2 separate regions of the Mus musculus genome follow, and region 1 is linked to region 2. A link is a contact called in public Hi-C data. All regions are on one chromosome and are shown on one strand. Each heading gives the region's core, a stretch centred on a gene start, on an enhancer-like site or on the middle of the called end of the contact. The rest is flanking DNA. Distances are from core to core; before and after follow the strand shown.

The links. Hi-C and Micro-C count contacts between places; a contact is called where the count stands out from the background.
Region 1: a Hi-C map of bone marrow-derived macrophages shows a contact between it and region 2, with 2.1 times the contacts expected there. The contact joins the promoter of Laptm4b here to the enhancer-like site in region 2. A contact is called at or near these places in 5 of 39 promoter capture datasets (the 3T3-L1 cell line, the HPC-7 cell line, macrophages and 2 more), 10 of 484 Hi-C or Micro-C datasets (the CH12 cell line, the G1E-ER4 cell line, LSK cells and 6 more), 4 of 115 datasets of contacts at active chromatin or transcription factors (bone marrow-derived macrophages, craniofacial prominence, embryonic stem cells and 1 more) and 1 of 9 other capture datasets (liver).

Annotation. Positions count from the first base shown.
Region 1 is chr15:34,235,031-34,240,320 of GRCm38.p6, forward strand. It overlaps Laptm4b (lysosomal-associated protein transmembrane 4B), which reads left to right and starts at 2,996. Exons shown (of 7, transcript NM_033521.3): 1 at 2,996-3,392. The coding sequence starts at 3,294.
Region 2 is chr15:34,023,098-34,028,508 of GRCm38.p6, forward strand. It overlaps Gm41290 (a long non-coding RNA gene), which reads right to left. Exons shown (of 3, transcript XR_875114.2): 2 at 3,439-3,940. Among named protein-coding and RNA genes, the nearest start is that of Gm41290, 12 kb to the right of the region's middle. Within about 2 kb of position 3,969, at least 14 of the 459 cell types and tissues checked have an H3K27ac peak or open chromatin away from gene starts, as enhancers often do. A contact at or near this core is called in the HPC-7 cell line and bone marrow-derived macrophages, where this site is marked.

The DNA.
Region 1 (5,290 bases), core at 1,746-4,245, 210 kb after region 2:
AGCAGTGTATGCTAGAAATCTTAGCTCTCTTGAGAGTTTGAGGTAGGAGGTGTTAATCTCAAAAGGGGTTTTTCTACCCCACCTTTGATCATTCAGTTCCGGATAAAAGACAGCTTTTATTATTATAACAAGCCTTAATCATCACTAGAGCAGGGCAGGTATGTACCCTCGATGCTGTTATACCTGTTTCCCTGTCAATAACCCCACAATATGACTTGCCATGCTTCATCTGGGTTGTTCTTAACTCCAGCTGGCCAGGCCTCATAGCCATGATTATATGACTTACTTAACCCATAGCATCTTCTCTCTCTCTCTCTCTGTCTGTCTATTTTTCTCTGTGTCTCTCTCTCTCAATTCTGCCTATCTCAATTCTGCCCAGCTATAGCCCATAGGCATCTTTATTTTCCAATCAGGGATAACTTGGGAGGCAAGGTCACACAGGATTCCTTGGTCTCTGCACAGATTCTCTTCCTGCTGGAGGCAACCAAGCCTTTGGGCCAGTGTTTAGCATTACAATACATAGCAAAGGACCAACCTGTCAACCAAGGAGGCCTAGACAGGGCTACTTAGTCAGATTGTCTCGAAAAGAAAAAAAGAAAAAAGAAAAAACAGAGAAGGGAACATAAAGGAAAGGTTTTGGGAGACAAAGAAGTTTCCAGTTCTAAAATCCTAGAGGAAAATATCTAAATTGTTTACAGAAGACAACATAAAGACAGTGAGGCATGGAAGAGTAGACTCTATCAAGTTGCGGGGCAAAATGGCTGAGGTCAGGAAGCTGCTCTGCATCCTGGACAGGAAAGGACAATTGTGCCCTGAGGCTTCTAGGGATGAAAATAAAGCACTTTCTCAAATAATGGCAGTACTGCAAATAGTGGCATCGTGCAAATCTCAGTGGCACATGCACAGCCCTTGGGAGGCAGAGGCAGGAGATCTGGAGGTCCCTCTGGTCTACAGAGCAGAGGGAGTCAGGACTACACAGTGAGTCTCTGCTTCAAAAAGCCCCAAACACAAGTTACAGGGAGAAGCCCAGTTCTCTCTGCTGTTGTTTGGTTGGAGACAAGGCCTCTAAACTTAGCTCTGTCTGACCTGGAACTCACCATGAAGACCAGGTTGGAATCAAACTCACGGAGATCTACTTGCCTCTGCCTCCGCCCTTCTGAGTGCTAGGATCAACGATGTGAGCCCCCATGCCTGGCCCAGTTCTTGTTTTTCCGGCAACACTCTTTTGCATTCCAGTAATCTTTTGCACTCCAAAGATCCTGTAGCTGTTTGGTTTACCTACCAAGCTTCACCTGCGCACATTTTCTTCAGCTAGTGTCTATTCTATATTTTAAAATCTATAGCAATTTGGCTACTGTGACTTCATATCTAGAATAGTAAATTTTCTGAAATATAAAATTCATCTGAATCAATGTGTCATTTGCTTAATAAATTTGAAATCTTTGTGGGAAAAGAAGAGAGAGGGCAGTATCTATGTTAATTTTGAATTTTCAGAGTCTTTCAATGCAGTATTCCTCAGTCTGTATTACTATCCCTTTCCTGAATACTAATGTTTGTGGTTTTGTTCACTAATGGCTGTGGGCATAATTATATACTCTTTTTGCAACCCTGAGGATGGAGCTCAGAGCCTCCTGCATCCTGAGATAACACTCCACATGAGAGGAAAGCCCCAGCCCATAACTAACAATAGACAATCCCAGAGAGAAAATTATCTTTAATGTTACGAAGAAAAGAAACAAATACCGAGCTTTTCCAATTCCTCCCACAACAGTTATCCTGCTTGTATCTTTGCTCAAGGACCTACACGTGGTATCTCTGGGAATAGAAGCCAAGTTTAAACTAGAGTGTGGTAGATGCACGTCTTTGTGAAACTAACCAATCTTGAACCATCTTTCATCTTATTTGACATGTACTTTAATTTAAATCGAACCCATTTTAAAACTTTTTTAAATTTTTGTTGTTTTTCAAGACAGGGCTTCTCTGTATAGCTCTAGTTGTCCTGGAACTTACTCTGTAGATCAGGCTAGCCTTGAACTCAGAAATCCACCTGCCTCTGCATCCCAAGTGCTGGGATTAAAGGCATGCGCCACCACTGACCGGCCAAATTGAACCCATTTTATTTCTTGTTCTAATCCTGAAATAAAACTTTCACATGGTCTCTTTTTTTCCCTTCCTTCCTTTCCTTCCTTCCTTTCTTCCTTCCTTCTTTCCTTTCCTGAAACAGGGTTTCTCTGTGCAGTTTTGGCTGTCCTGGAACTTGCTCTACAGACTAGGATGGCTGTCCTGGAACTTGCTCTATAGACTAGGATGGCTGTCCTGGAACTTGCTCTATAGACTAGACTGGCTGTCCTGGAACTTGCTCTATAGACGCTGGCCTGCCTCTGTCTCCTGACTGCTGAGATTTAAAGCGTGCACCACCACCAATGCCCGGCTTCACACGAACTTTTAATTTAAGTTATCAGAGCTTCTTAGCTAGCACTGTGGTCATCAAAGGCTAAACTTGGATCCTATCCAAAACAGCAGCTGGAGGGACATCCCCCGCCCCCAGACCCTAGTCCTCTGCCTGGGCTCTTTCAACGCTGTGTATTGTGACTTGCATAGATCTTTTGGCAGTAATTGTTTTTTTGTTTTTGTTTTACTAGAACTTCAGTCATTATTAAAAATGCCACGGAAGCACAGTGAGGATGCCCTTGACACACATTCTATTTTCTGGGAAAAGATTGCTACTAAAGTAATTGAGCTGGGAAGCTGAGATAAATTGCTCTCTGCGGGTTCCGCAGTGGTTCAAAGTACCGCAGTTGACTGGAATAATCATTCTAAGCAGTTTTCCTTCCTTCCGCCAGTTTGCAAGATAACTACAATCCTAGCACAGCATTCACCGGTTATTTGCAAGCTAGATGTGAGGCAAACACAGCTGGAATGAATCTGAATCCTAACCAAAGGTGCACCCCATTTCCGGAGGAAAATTCTGGAGACTCCCTCAGGGTCCAGCAAGGAAGCATTTATTTGGCGCAGCGCTCCCAGCGCCCGCAGCTGGCTGGAGCCGGTGGTGACATCACGAGCCCGGGCAGGCCACGTGACCCACGGCTTCTCCTCCCCCCTGCCTCCTAGCGTCGCCGCGGTCTTCGAGCCCAGTGTCCCGTCGCAGCGGCCACTCGGAGCTCTCGGTACAGTGCAGAGCCAAGGGTCGGGCGAGCGGTCCGAGGGTCGGGGCGGCCAAGGAGAGGGGCAGGAGCAGCGGACCCAAGACGAAGCGAGCGACGCTCTCACAAACTTCCACGAGCGCCGGAGCTATGAAGATGGTCGCTCCCTGGACTCGGTTCTACTCCCACAGCTGCTGTTTGTGCTGCCATGTCCGCACCGGCACCATCCTGCTGGGCGTCTGGTACCTGGTGAGCGCGCCCTGGCGTCGAGGGAGCCCCCGGGGTCCCCACGCGCGCCGCTCACCCCGCGCCACTAAGTCGCTTCTAGGTCGGCGTCGGTCTGGGGGCCGCCCGCGATCATCCGCCTAAAGTTGTATTATTAGAAAGTTAATTCTCGGGGAGAGCCGGGCTGCAGTGGCGGGGGCATGTGGGGCCGGGCGGGGGGGGGTGGGGCACCGGGCCCTGCGAGGTGCGGGCCGGGCATGTTCACCCCCGGGACGCACCACGGCTACACAGCGTTCGCCCTCGCGAGTTCGCGTCCGAGCAGAAACGGTTGGGAAATTCTTGTTCCTCTCGAGAGGATTTTCCTGCGTACGCCTGTTTAAAGCTCTTACACAGGGAAGGTACCCAAGTGTGCCTGTGTTCCAGTTGGCTTGGAGAAGCCATCTTAACAACCACTCAGGTTCCTGCCCGAGGACAGGTGATCCCTCTGAATAGGCACGGCGGGCAAATTTAGTTTTCTTTAAAAATGGCCTTCAGGTTGGCGCTCACATTTGTGTCAAGAACAAACATGTGATTCTCTGGGGCAGCGAGTTAGCTTGATGGATTCTTGCCCTGTGGCGCTGGCTGCCCTTGGTTGGTGGTTGGCAGCCTTGGACTGAGTCGGATTCCTCAATATTTTGGATTTTGTGACATCATTTTAGAGAGATCCGAGCTACTTGCTGCAGAACAACGAAATGTAGTTGAAAGTGGTAGTTAAGTGGCATATAAAACTTTTTAGTTAGAACATATTCTTAGCTCCCTTTGATAGTTTAAAAAGATATTCAGTATTGAATTGTAAACTGCCTTGTGCCATTTTAAACAATGCATTCCCCTTCCACGTGATGTTACAGTTCTATTTATAGTCTCAAGTTTTCTTTAGTTGGGTCCATTATGGCCGCATAATAGAATTTTTTAGTCTTAAAAGCTTTCCAACAGACCTTTGGTATATGTGGGTTCTGGCTGTTCAGTGTGAATGCAAATTGAACATTAATGTATTGGCTCAGCCCTGACTTTTCTTAAAGCCAAGGAATTTACAGGAATTTAAAACCATAGTTGGAGTGTGGAAAGTGGCCTCAGGAAGTGCTTTTATCGATGGCCAGTCAGGGCAGAAGGTGGGCTGCAAATGTCTGTGTCCTCCTTGGAAGTGTTCAGATCTGCAGGCTTGCAAGGGCTTCAGTGGATGCAGTTGGTAAAATCTAGGGCATTGCATTAGGCAAATGTACTACATGATCTACGGGAGATATAAATCTACTTTAGTCTTGTTGGCAGTCATCCAACCATGCTGTATTGGTGTGTCAAAAGCAGACTTCCCCCTCCGTAGGCTTCCTTTCCTGTAAGAGCCTGCCCTTTGTGAGGCATACGCTTCCAAGGAGACCAGAAAAGCTTAGGTACTCACCACATCTATATAGAAATCTTTTCTATTCCTATTGAAAATTTCTTGTTCACTAGTTGAGTTCCCTTATAGTTTTAAATACAAATCTGTTATCTAAGACCTTAATTTCCATTTAAAAAGGTCAACATGGTGAGGGCCTAAGGCCTAAGGAAAAATGAGGTACCTACCTACCTCTCCTTCCTACAAGCACCCCCCCCCCATCTTCTCACCCTGTCTCACCTGCCACGTGGTCATGTATAAAAAGAGTTTTCAGTGTAGACTGAGCCCCAACACAGCGTACTACATGATCTACGGGAGAGAAATACTTGAGCCCTGTAGTTGTCAGGTATCCAACCATGCTATATTGGTGTGTCAAAAGCAGACCGCTCCAAATGAAAATTTTGTGTTTCGTATCCCTGCTTACTGACTAGGGCTTACTAGTATTACCCTTTTACTAACTAACTAGGTCCTGCATGCTATGTACTGTGTTCAGTAAGCTAAATTTAATTTTCTA
Region 2 (5,411 bases), core at 2,719-5,218:
GGCTGGCCTCAAACTCAGAAATCCACCTGCCTCTGCTTCCCAAGTGCTGGGATTAAAGGCATGCGCCACCACGCCCGGCCGGTTTCTCATTTTTATAGGATTGAATTACATTTTTTGTAAGACCAAGAGAGGGAAACAGGATCTTGAAAAATGTAGGAGACATGGAAGAGGTTTTTAGCAGTGTCATAAATGCTGAGTGAGTAGGGAGAAGGGTAGAGGTGGAACCGAGGCCAGGGTCTCAGAATAAAATGGGAAGGTGCAGGGGGTAAGGGAGAAGAAAGGAGACAAGGAGGAGAAAGATAGAAAGCCACAGGAAGGAGATGCCCTATGGAAGTGTCTCCTACAGTTTGCATGAGGAAAGGGAGGCACTTGCTTGCTGTGGTGGTTATCTCTATCAGCTTGATACAACCCAGAATCACGTAGAGGAGAGCCTTAATAAGGGCTTGCCTATATTCAGCCTAGGAGACTGGTCTGTGGGGAACTGTTATTATTATTATTATTATTATTATTATTATTATTATTATTATTGAGACAAGGTCTCACTGTGTTGCTCTAGCTGCCCTGGAACCCACTAGGCAGACCAGACTAACCTAAAACTCACAAATATTAACCTGCCTCTGCCTTCAGAATGTTAGGATTAAAGGCATATACCACCATGCCTGGCTGGGGAGCTATTTTAAGTATGTAAGTTGATATGGCAACGCTCAGCCCATTTCACGTGGCTCCTTTTTCCAGTCGAGGGATCCTGAACTGTATTAAGAGTGAAAAATCAAACTAAGCACGAACAAGCAAGCAAATGAGGATGTATGAATTCATGCCCCTATGCTCTTGAATGTGTATATGATGGGACCAGCTGCCTCAAACTCCTACTCAAGCTCCTGCCCTGCAGGGATGGACTGTGGCCTGGAACTGTAAGCTAAATCCTTTCTCTCCAAGAGTCATTTTTTGTCACGATGTTTCATCACAGCAGCAGATAAAAAGCTAAACACTAGAGTGCAAATGTAAGAGGGCTCTTGGAAAAAAAAAAGCATTAGACAAAACAAGTATTTTAATGCAAAATTTTAAAAATCAAAGTCGAAAATAACAACCCAAATTTCAAAATATTAAGTACAGACAGTTATAAACAGTACAGTGAGACCATTATTTTCCATTGTTCCACTGTTCTCAGACCCATTCTATTGAGTTCCTTACATACGAGTTTATAAGGAATAACAGTAGTATACAGACCAGTAAAGAACAGACTTGGTATACAGTTACAGTTGAGGACTGTTTACATGGTAATAAATTGTGGCATTCATGCTTTCTTAGTTACTATTTATATTTCTATTTTCTATTGATAAAATCAAGACAACTTATAGAAAAAAGTTTGTTTGGGCGTGCGTACAGTTTCAGAGAGTTAGAGTTAAGACATCATAGAGATGAGCAAAGGAGCAGACAGGCATGGTGATGGAGCAGTAGCTGAGAGCTCAAATCTTGATACATAAGCACAAAGCAGAGGGAGGGGAACTGAGAATGGTGTGGTTTTTGAAACCTCAGAACCCAGTAACACACCTTTTACAACAAGGCCACACCTCCTAATCCTTCCAAAACAGTTCTACCAACTGGAGACCAAGTATTAAAATATCTGAGCCTGTGGGAGCCATTTCATTCAAACTACCACATATATATAGGGACCAACACCTCTGGTTTTGACCAGGATCCTATATGGTCCAGCAGAGCACCAGGTAATTGACATTGACTTCCCTTAGTCCCATGCCCTTCCATTAGTCTAGGTCACTCATTCTGTACCAGGCACAATTGAGATCACTGAGGAGCTAGCCTGGTCTCAGAGAAGAAGAAGACTTCCCAAGGGAATTAGTTACTGTTGCCGTGCTAGAACACCATAGTCATGGCAACTTATAGAAGGGCTTATTTCACTTATGGTCCCAAAGGGCTAAGAGTCCATCACAGAGGGAAATGTGACAACAAGCAGACATGGTGCCTGGAGCAGCAAGCAAAGCGCTCACGTTTCAAATGACAGGTAGGAAGCAGAGAGAGCTAACTGGAAATGGAGTCTGGATTTTGAAACCACAAAACCACCCTCCTCCAGTGACATACTTCTAGCAAGGCCACACTCCCTAAGCCTCCCCTAAGCAGCATCAGTAACTGGGCCAAGTATTCAAATGTCTGAAATTTACTGGTCATATCTCATTCAAACCACCATACCAGGCCTGTAAGAATCCTATCTTTTGAATGGGATTGAGCCACCAGTTGCAGAACCATGGAACCATCATGGTCATTGTCTGAGACTCCACATGTCTGTGGATATATGACCAGTCAAGAGAGGGGTAAGCATTGAGAAGTACAGGAAATGTTGAAGTCCACGAAATGGTCTGAGACTTAGTGGTCTAGGACAGAAGCCCACTCTAAACACTGGATCTCCAGAATCAGGGAGTAGTCCACAGGAAATTGATCTGATGCTTACTTAGTTCTTGTCCATAATCGCAGCTGGGGATCCTGTTGAGGTTTTGTCTTTTGCTGTTATTGTCATGTTAAATGCTGGGCCCCCAAGATATGGAGTCTGCACCTAGCTTCTAGGAACCTGTCCCCAGCTAATTCTGATTGGTAAATAAAAGTGTCAACAGCCAGTGGCTGAGGAGATGAGAGACAGGGTTTAGATTTCCTAGGCTAGAGACTACAAGGAGGAAGAGAAAGGCAGAGCCACCGTGCCTTAGGAGAGTGTGCAGGAGAAGAGAGAGGAGCGGACATAGTACACAGACATAACAAATTAAACATAAATACTACAAAACATTAAACTTCAACAAGTAGTACATATTCATGTAGTTTTTATTCCAATGTCCCCATCACAACCCACAGTTACTAGACTCGCAGTATAAAACAGTTTTCATCCCCAAAGTTCCTCCTGTGCCCACATATCAGCATCCCACTGATTGTCAGAAACAAAACACTGACTGTGCAACTGATAAAGTTTTAATCAAAGGGATGTGGTTTAGAAATATATTTCCAGGGCTGGTGAGATGGCTCAGCAGGTAAGAGCACCCGACTGCTCTTCCGAAGGTCCTGAGTTCAAATCCCAGCAACCACATGGTGGCTCACAACCGTCCGTAACCGTGATCTGACTCCCTCTTCTGGTGTGTCTGAAGACAGCTACAGTGTACTTACATATAATAAATAAATAAATCTTAAAAATATATATATATTTCCATCTAGCAACCAAATAAAATTTATATTCAGAGGTTTCTAGTGGGCAGAGATACAAATTTCATTACCTACAGGAAAAAAGCAAAGTTTAAGTGTCCACTATTGGGTTGGTTTGAACTGACTATGCTCAGGACACCAAGAGCAAGAAGGACTGATTCCCCATCCTCACCATAACCCCCCCCCCACCACCATAAAAGCCCCTTACCATTAACTCCACCACCATAAACCCCTCCTCACCAAAACTCCTGATGTGTTAAAATTGGGGCTCTCGTCTGAACACAGCACACTAGCCCAAACAGTTCCATGTGTAAGAGGTTTATTTGGGGGGAAGAGGGGTAAGATAGCAGCAGAAAGAAAAGGGAGGAAAGACAGAGAAGGAGGGGCATTCCCCTTATTCATATGGAAAATGACTTAATGCAGATAAAGGTGGGAGGTGAGCCAAGCAGATTCTGAGAATGTGGTAGCTGTTGTCTTGACGAATCTATAGGTCACATTGTCACCTATGTGATGTCATAGGTTTGGGAGGTCCTGATGCCAACATACCTCCCTTCTTGTTATTATAAAGAGAAGGAAAGAAAAGGGACTAAGGGTGTCTTGTCTCTTAAGCTGCTTCCTGCTGTCTCGGGGCTTCATTCATTTTGGGGTGTAGCTGGCTTTCACCATTGGGATCTACTTGGTAAACCTTCGCATCAGGTTCCTCTGTAGACAGTGGCTCCTCTGTGGGCAGCAGCTGGTAATCCTGTGACAGGAAATGATTAATAGATTGGTTAGAAATTTGTTGTATTTGTTGTTGAAGGAATGTAGTAACAAGATTAATGAGTCAGAGGGTGACCCGTCCAGCAGGTCCAGTTATTCGAGGGTCTCGAGCAGACCTTCTCCTAAGAACCAAATGGGGGAAGGGAGAGACAGAAACCAAGTGCAAGAAACAACACGTAAACAGTTTGAATAGCATCAAAGTCTCACTGTATTCAGCAAGGCTCAGGGCTTAAATGCACAAGCAAAAGGGGAAGTACTTCTCAACAGGAGGAATGGGGCAGCGGAAATGCACAGGCAAAGGAGAAAGTACTTCTCAGCAGGAGGGATGGGGCAGCGGAAATTTTTCTTTTGGCAACTACAAGGGAAGCAGGAACTTGGTGGTATCAGGGTACATCTTGTGGTCAGGACAACTGGCGCTGACTTAAGGCTGGAACATTCTGTGATTGTTCTCGGAACGGTGCATTGGTGGCCCGCTTTTGACCCCCTTTTCTTCTCGGGGGGCGGGGGGAGGCCCAATTCGGAGATCAAGACAATAGAGTTGTCTTAATGGCTCCCAACAAGGGGCAAATAATAATGCCAGGAAGATGACTAGGAAAGGTGTTACGAAACGGTCTTTCCACTTCCATCTAGGATTTTCAAAAATCCCAGAACTGGAGGTCTCACGATCCCTGAAGTTCTTTATGTATGACTGTAGCTCCTGGATTTTATTTCTCACTATCCGGGATTGGTTGACGTAGAAACAGCATTCTTCCTGGAGGAACAGGCAAAGACCACCTTCTTTAGCTGTCAGGACATCTAGCCGCCATCAGTTCTGAAGCACCATGGCTGCCAAATAATCGATCTGTTTCTGGGTAGTAAGCACAGTTTCAGAAATTTCCTGAAGATCGTTTTTAAACCAGGAAGTGAATGTATTATATTGGGTCACAAAAGTTATCTCTGCAATTCCAGTACCTAATAAGAGAGAGAAGGAGGGGCATTCCCCTTATTCATATGGAAAATGACTTAATGCAAGTAAAGGTAGGAGGTGAGCAAAGTGGATTCTGGGAATATGGTAGCTGTTGTCTGGGGAACACATAAGGGGAATGCCCCTTCTTTTCTCTCTTACTAGCACCTATGTCTATTCCCATAGTGACCAAGAGTGGCACGACCTGAACTGCCGTCTTATGTTGGGCAGCTATCATATCTACAACTGGGATTGGCAGGGGCTCATCTTCCTGGATTACTCCCAGTTCAGAGAAAAGGAATACCAACGTGCAAACTCCTGACCAGCTGGAGGGGAGGCGATGATATGCCTGAGTGCCACAGAGAATTGAAGTGTTCTGGACTGCAGGGCATTGTGGCAGAGATGATATCGAGGGTTATGGTTCTATTGCAGTCTAGGGATCTCAGCGTTCCTATAGAATGAGTCCCGGAGGTCTTAAAACAGTTTGCCACACCAAAGAGAGAGATAGAGG